Linked DNA regions of Sus scrofa: region 1 is linked to region 2. A link is a contact called in public Hi-C data. All regions are on one chromosome and are shown on one strand. Each heading gives the region's core, a stretch centred on a gene start, on an enhancer-like site or on the middle of the called end of the contact. The rest is flanking DNA. Distances are from core to core; before and after follow the strand shown.

Region 1 (3,047 bases), core at 316-2,815, 110 kb after region 2:
CAATAGGAGAGACGGGAGAGCAAGAAGAATGTTCAAAAGCTTCACAAAGGAACAGTCAGACTCAGGATCCTGTCTGTCACCTTATACATGCAGAAACCTGTCCTCAGACACCCAACAGAAGAGGAGTGTATCCTGGGGAGCACTCATCTACAGGCTCTGGTCTCACTGTGGTTCAGCAGGTTAAGAACCCGACTAGTATCCACAAAGACGTGGGTTCCATCCCTGGCCTCACACAGTGGGTTAAGGTCCGGAGTTGCTGTGAACTGCGGTATGGGTCACAGATGCAGCTTGGATCTGGAGTTGCTGTGGCTGTGGTGTAGGCTGGCAGATGCAGCTCTGATTAGACCCCTGGCCTAGGAACCTCCATATGCCACAGGTTAGGCCCTAAACAGAAAAATAAACAAACAAACAAACAAACAAACAAATAAATAAATAAATAAATAGGAGCTCCCTTCCTGGCTCAGCAGTTAATGAACTTGACTAGGCTCTGTGAGGATGTGGGTTCGATCCCTGGCCTCGCTCAGTGGGTTAAGGATCTGGCGTTGCCATGAGCTGTGGCGTAGGTCACAAACTTGGCTCCAATCACGTGTTGCTGTGGCTGTGGTGTAGGCCAGCAGCTACAGTTCTGATTTGACTCCTAGACTGGAAACTTCCACATGCCTCACCTGCAGCTCTTAAAAAAAAATTTAAAAAAAAAAAAAAAAAGGCAGGCTCTGGTGTCAGCCACCCCGGACATAGCTCAGGCGAGGAACCAGCTCAAAACCAGGTACCATGGCAGTCTCAGCCTTCCGCCCCAACTGTACCTTCTGGAATTTTTTGTTCAGCCTGTCACATAGGCCAGATGCCCCAGGCCTTCAGCTGTGCCAATTCCTTCGTGTCTTCTGTCTGGGTCGCCAGCTGGATAAGCCCCTACTCTGCACGGAGCCAACTTTCCACAGGGCTCCTGGCTACTGGATTAGGTAACAAGGGACAGTGGTGGCACCTGCGGAAGTCACCTGGGTTCAGGCCTTGGCTGTGGCCAGGGCCGCAGTCCCATGGCTCTAGCCAGGATAGTGCTTCCTTTATGCCCTGGCACTAAGGGGAGCCCTCCATGCTGCTCCAAAGGTCCCTAGGTTCGGACCACAACTTTAAGGCAATACTTACACTTTCCATCCCCACGGCACCAAGGAAAGGAATCTCCCTGGGGACCAAAGGGCTTGGCGCTATCTGGAGCTTGGAGGTGGGGGTCCAGCCCAGCTTTAACAAAGATCCTCCCTGCTTAGTTCAAAGACACAAAAAGAATGGGAGGTGGGAAAAGAGCACATGATGGACATCTAGTCCATTTTGGGGCTACGAGGGGGAAACGGCAGCAGCGACTTTGTCCAAGTGGTCCAGCTTGCTCTGCCCACCTGTAAGTGATGTGCCATCTGCTTCCTAACTGTGGGGAGCAAGGCTCATAGGCACTTTATGAATTATTTCAGGGGTTCAGGGGTTCGCAGCTAAAGGCTGGGACTTTGGGACCCTGTGCCTTAATAAGCATCAGGTGGAGCCTATAAGCAGCTGGCCCCTTGCCTTCTACTGCCCTCTGCTGCCGAGAGTGGGGAGCACAGGGGCTGACTCCTTCCAGCCTTGAGGCTGAGACAGACTTGGGTCCAGGGCTTTGGCTACACCTGTAGCCCCTCAGCTTCCTTGAGGTGTCTCCTGCCTGAACACCTCTGTGGGTGTCTGTTCTCCCAGAACTTCTGGGCTGGTCCTCCACCGGACACCCCTGGGGGCGGAGGCTGCCCTGCCGATCTCGGAAGGAAGGAGATGCCCCAGCCTGCTGCCAGGGCAGGCCCCCATGTCATTGGCACACAGCAGCACTTGCCAAATCAACTGTATTTGCAGGGCATAGGGAAGAGTGGAACGACAGAGGCAAAGCCAGGGAGAGGCAGGCGACAGCACCCCGGGCCTTGCTCTTGTTCTCACCATCTCGGGACACCTTGCCCCTTCTTTGTGGTCCTTCACCAGAGGGGCCGGGTCCTCAGGCCACAGGGAGCTTATGCCCACACACCAGGGCACAGTGCCCACATGGCCAGTGTCACCTTCTGTACCTGGTGCCATCTTGTGAGAACTGTGGACAGAGCAATGTGCTGGTCACCACTGGGAAAGAGAAATCCAGAATGTGGGACATTCAAGATGCTGAGATGAGTCCCTTTGCAGTCACCATTGAGAAAAGAGGTGACTGCTTTACATTAAAAGACTTAAGAGGCAAACAATACAACGCCTGGTCCTGGGTTGTGTCATGACTGAAAAACTGCAACATCAAATGCTTTCACTGACATGTGGAATCTGAAAAAAGGACACACTGAACTTCTTTGGAGAACAGATACTGACTCACAGACTTTGAAAAACTTATGGTTTCCAAAGGAGACAGTTTGGGGGGTAGGGGGATGCGCTGGCGGTGTGGGATGGAAATGCTATAAAATTGGATTGTGATGATCATTGTACAAATATAAATGTAATAAATTCATTGAGTAATAAAAAATGACTGAAAAACTGACGAAAGAAACTTTATGGCAGCTGGGAAAGTTTGAATACCGATTAGGTATTATTTGGGGGACGCATTATTAGTCTTATTAGTCACAAAGACAGATTTGTGTGTTCCGTGATAGGTAAAAGTGAGTTTGAATGAGTCAGTGCAGCAAAACAAACAGTGGACTTAGATGCTGAATCCAGCTAGTGGGTATGCAGGTGTTAACTGCACCAGTCTCACCACTTTCCTACAGTTTGGAAAATTATTATTTAAAAAATATAAAACCTTGGAGTTCCTGTCGTGGCGCACTGGTTAACGAATCCGACTAGGAACCATCAGGTTGCAGGTTCGATCCCCGGCCTTGCTCAGTGGGTTAGGGATCCGGCATTGCCCTGAGCTGTGGTGTAGATCACAGACGTGGCTCGGATCCCGCATTGCTGTGGCTGTGGTGTATGCCTGCGGCTACAGCTCTGATTGGACCCCTAGCCTGGGAACCTCCATATGTCGCGGGAGCGGCCCTAGAAAAGGCAAAAAGACACACACAAAAAAATTA
Region 2 (2,901 bases), core at 326-2,825:
CTCAGGAAGCCGAACTCGAATGCGCTGGAGAGAGGCCAGCAGGGGCAGAATTTTCTCTAGCGGGGGTTTCTCTGACCTCCGACAGTGGGGACAAAGCCAGATTCGGGGGCCCTGCGAAATGCTGGGCACTGCCACACAGCTAGTGTGGAAAGCATCCCTGCAGAGTTCACACTGGATCATGGGGGCAGCCGGGGCCTTCTGACACAGGCAGACCTTCATGTCCACATCCTGGACAGGTGACAGCAGCTTCCCTTCATTGGCTAGTCTGAGAGACTGCAAGGCCTCCATTTCCCGTAAGCGAGCTTCCCCGAGGGTTGCCATCTAGAAGGAAAGTAACAGTCAAGGACAGTGTCCCAGAGAACCCTGCCTTCTCCTAAAACTCAAGGGTCCTGGGGGCTAAGAATATGGGGGGCAAAGAGGTGTCCAGAGCAGACTATGTTCAATTCCTAGCTCCACCTCACTAAGCTGTGTGGGAGACCTTGGGCAATATATTCCACGGTGGCTGAATTTCCACACGTATGAAACAGGAGCGCCCCTCTCACAGGGCTGCAGTGACAACGCAATGAGACATGAGTGACAAAACACTCTCTGGCAAGGAATAGAGTGTAAGCAATTACTCAGCATACCCCATGCCTCCAAGTCCAATGTCCGTACACATGTATCATCTAGAAAACTTACCTCTCTTGAAAGACACAGGTTTTTCTCAGGTAATTACAGGTACTAATTTCTGAGGCTTTCCATTTGTTTTCAGTTCCACTAGCTTTTGTGTTTTCTGGAAAAGTACTTTACATGAGAAAGTCTCTTAAGTAGCCATAGTAACCTGTGTCTCTTATTGCCTTTAACATTAGGGCCTTACATTTGTGCTGGACACTGGAACTGAAGCAATGAAATTGGATCCTTCATGAAAAATTAAATAGAACCAAGACATCAGACTTCTCTTGTGCACACACACCTGGGCATACTCATGCTGTAAGATCATTTGGCCAGAGACAAAAGTTGCTTTTCTGCAGCAAGAGCCAAGTACCCTCATTGCAAAGTCTTTCCTCTCTATTAAAACAAGAGCTATGTCCCAGGAAAGTTCTGAGTTCAGTTAACCTGTATAAACAACTTGAAAACACAAACATAATCAACTTCACAGGAAAAAGCTGAAGTGATACTGAATATCTTTCTAAGCAGGATGAACAAGCTGTGCATAAGTGGTGCTTCCACATGAGCAGACTAGCACTCATCCACTATATAAGCCCACCCAGGAGCTACAGATTCACTCACGTTGCACCATGAGGTAAAAACAGAGTCTAAGGGTGACAAATGCAAGCCACCAGCTATGTCAAGTTGCCCACCTGCCTGGAACGTAACAATCCATCTTCCACAATAAAAGAAAGGCTAGACCACCATAGTCCTAGTACTTCACTGAGGGTGAAATACAGCAATATGGAGGAAAGCATAGATTTTATGCTTTCCATGCCAGAAACAACATGTAGGAACTACTCCTTTTACAATCCTATTTCCAGGTCCTAAAAATGTTAATTTGTTACAGTGAAACTACTCCCAATGATCACATCCACCCACTCTCAGATCCATCATGATTCACCAGATGAGGAACCTGAGTCCTAGGGCCAGAGTGACTCTCCACTGCCTCTTTGGACTGGAGAAGAAAATATAGAAATGAGGGATTAGGAAAGAAACAAAAAGATCAAGAAGTAAACCAACTAACAAACCTTTGGCATATTTTAAAGTTCCTCCTGGGAGTTCCTGTTGTGGCTCAGGGGAAACAAATCTGACCAGTATCCATGAGGATGCAGGTTCAATCCCTGGCCTTGCTTGGTGGGGTAAGGATCCGGCGTTGCCATGAGCTGTGGTGTAGGTCATGGATGTGACTTGGATCTGGCGTTGCTGTGGCTATAATGCAGACCGGTGGCTGCAGTTCTGATTTGACCCCTAGCTTGGGAACTTCCACCTAAAGGGCAAAAAAAAAAAAAAAAAAAAAAGAATCCTCTAATCTTTACAGATGATAACAATGTACAGGAGTACATACAGGTTATGTGATAACAAAGCAATCAAAAGGTAACGTACAAGGAGTCCCAGACTAGATCAGCAAAAACTAGAGAAGCAAAGCTTGAGATGGACAGTATCTTAACAAAAATGAACCACTTGACAGTGGAAAACAGCACCCTGAAAACACCAAAATGATGCTCAGGCAATCTAATCAGCTGTATCTGATTAGTAGCTGAAGGAAGGGATAAATATGCCAAGAAAGTCTGTGGCAAAATACACAAATATGAGGAGTTCCCATTGTGGCGCAGTGGAAACAAATCCGACTAGGAACCAATGAGACTGCAGGTTCAATCCCCGGCCTTGCTCAGTGCGTTAAGGATCTGGCATTACTGTGAGCGGTGGTGTAGGTCACAGATGAGGCTCGGATCTGATGTTGCTGTGGCTGTGGTGTAGGCGGGCAGCTACAGCTCCGATTCAACCCCTAGCCTGGGAACCTCCATGTGCCACAGGTGCAGCCCTAAAAACAAACAAACAAAAAACCACAAACACATCAGAGCAATCCCACATCAATCACAAGAGAGGTCAGTCAGCTACAGTGGAACAGACTGGGAAGGTGCTTGAACCAAGAAAGATCACATTTGGTTCAGGCTCAGGTGCAGATGCTCTGATTGGACCCCTGGCCTGGGAACCTCCATATGTCACAGGTGTGACCCTAAATAGACAAGGAACAATAAATAAATAAATAATAAAATAGAGAAGACTTTCCATTGTGGCTCAGCAGGTTAAGAACCCAGCATAGTGTCCCATGAGGACATTGTTTCAATCCCCGGCCTCACTCAGTGGGTTAAGGATCTGGTGTTGCCACAAGATGTAGTGTGGGTTGCAGGTGCAGCTCAGATCCAGTGT

Evidence for each region. Hi-C and Micro-C count contacts between places; a contact is called where the count stands out from the background.
Region 1: a contact with region 2 is called in a Hi-C map of alveolar macrophages, with 2.2 times the contacts expected there. The contact joins two enhancer-like sites. A contact is called at or near these places in 3 of 5 promoter capture datasets (fetal liver and liver), 4 of 47 Hi-C or Micro-C datasets (alveolar macrophages, embryonic fibroblasts and fetal skeletal muscle) and 2 of 2 datasets of contacts at active chromatin or transcription factors (alveolar macrophages and skeletal muscle).

What each region holds. Positions count from the first base shown.
Region 1 is chr10:24,853,411-24,856,457 of Sscrofa11.1, forward strand. No RefSeq gene overlaps it. Among named protein-coding and RNA genes, the nearest start is that of RABIF, 12 kb to the right of the region's middle. Within about 2 kb of position 1,566, at least 2 of the 83 cell types and tissues checked have an H3K27ac peak or open chromatin away from gene starts, as enhancers often do. A contact at or near this core is called in alveolar macrophages, where this site is marked.
Region 2 is chr10:24,745,821-24,748,721 of Sscrofa11.1, forward strand. It overlaps KDM5B (lysine-specific demethylase 5B), which reads right to left. Exons shown (of 27, transcript XM_021064567.1): 23 at 1-321. Among named protein-coding and RNA genes, the nearest start is that of SYT2, 20 kb to the left of the region's middle. Within about 2 kb of position 1,576, at least 1 of the 83 cell types and tissues checked has an H3K27ac peak or open chromatin away from gene starts, as enhancers often do. A contact at or near this core is called in alveolar macrophages, where this site is marked.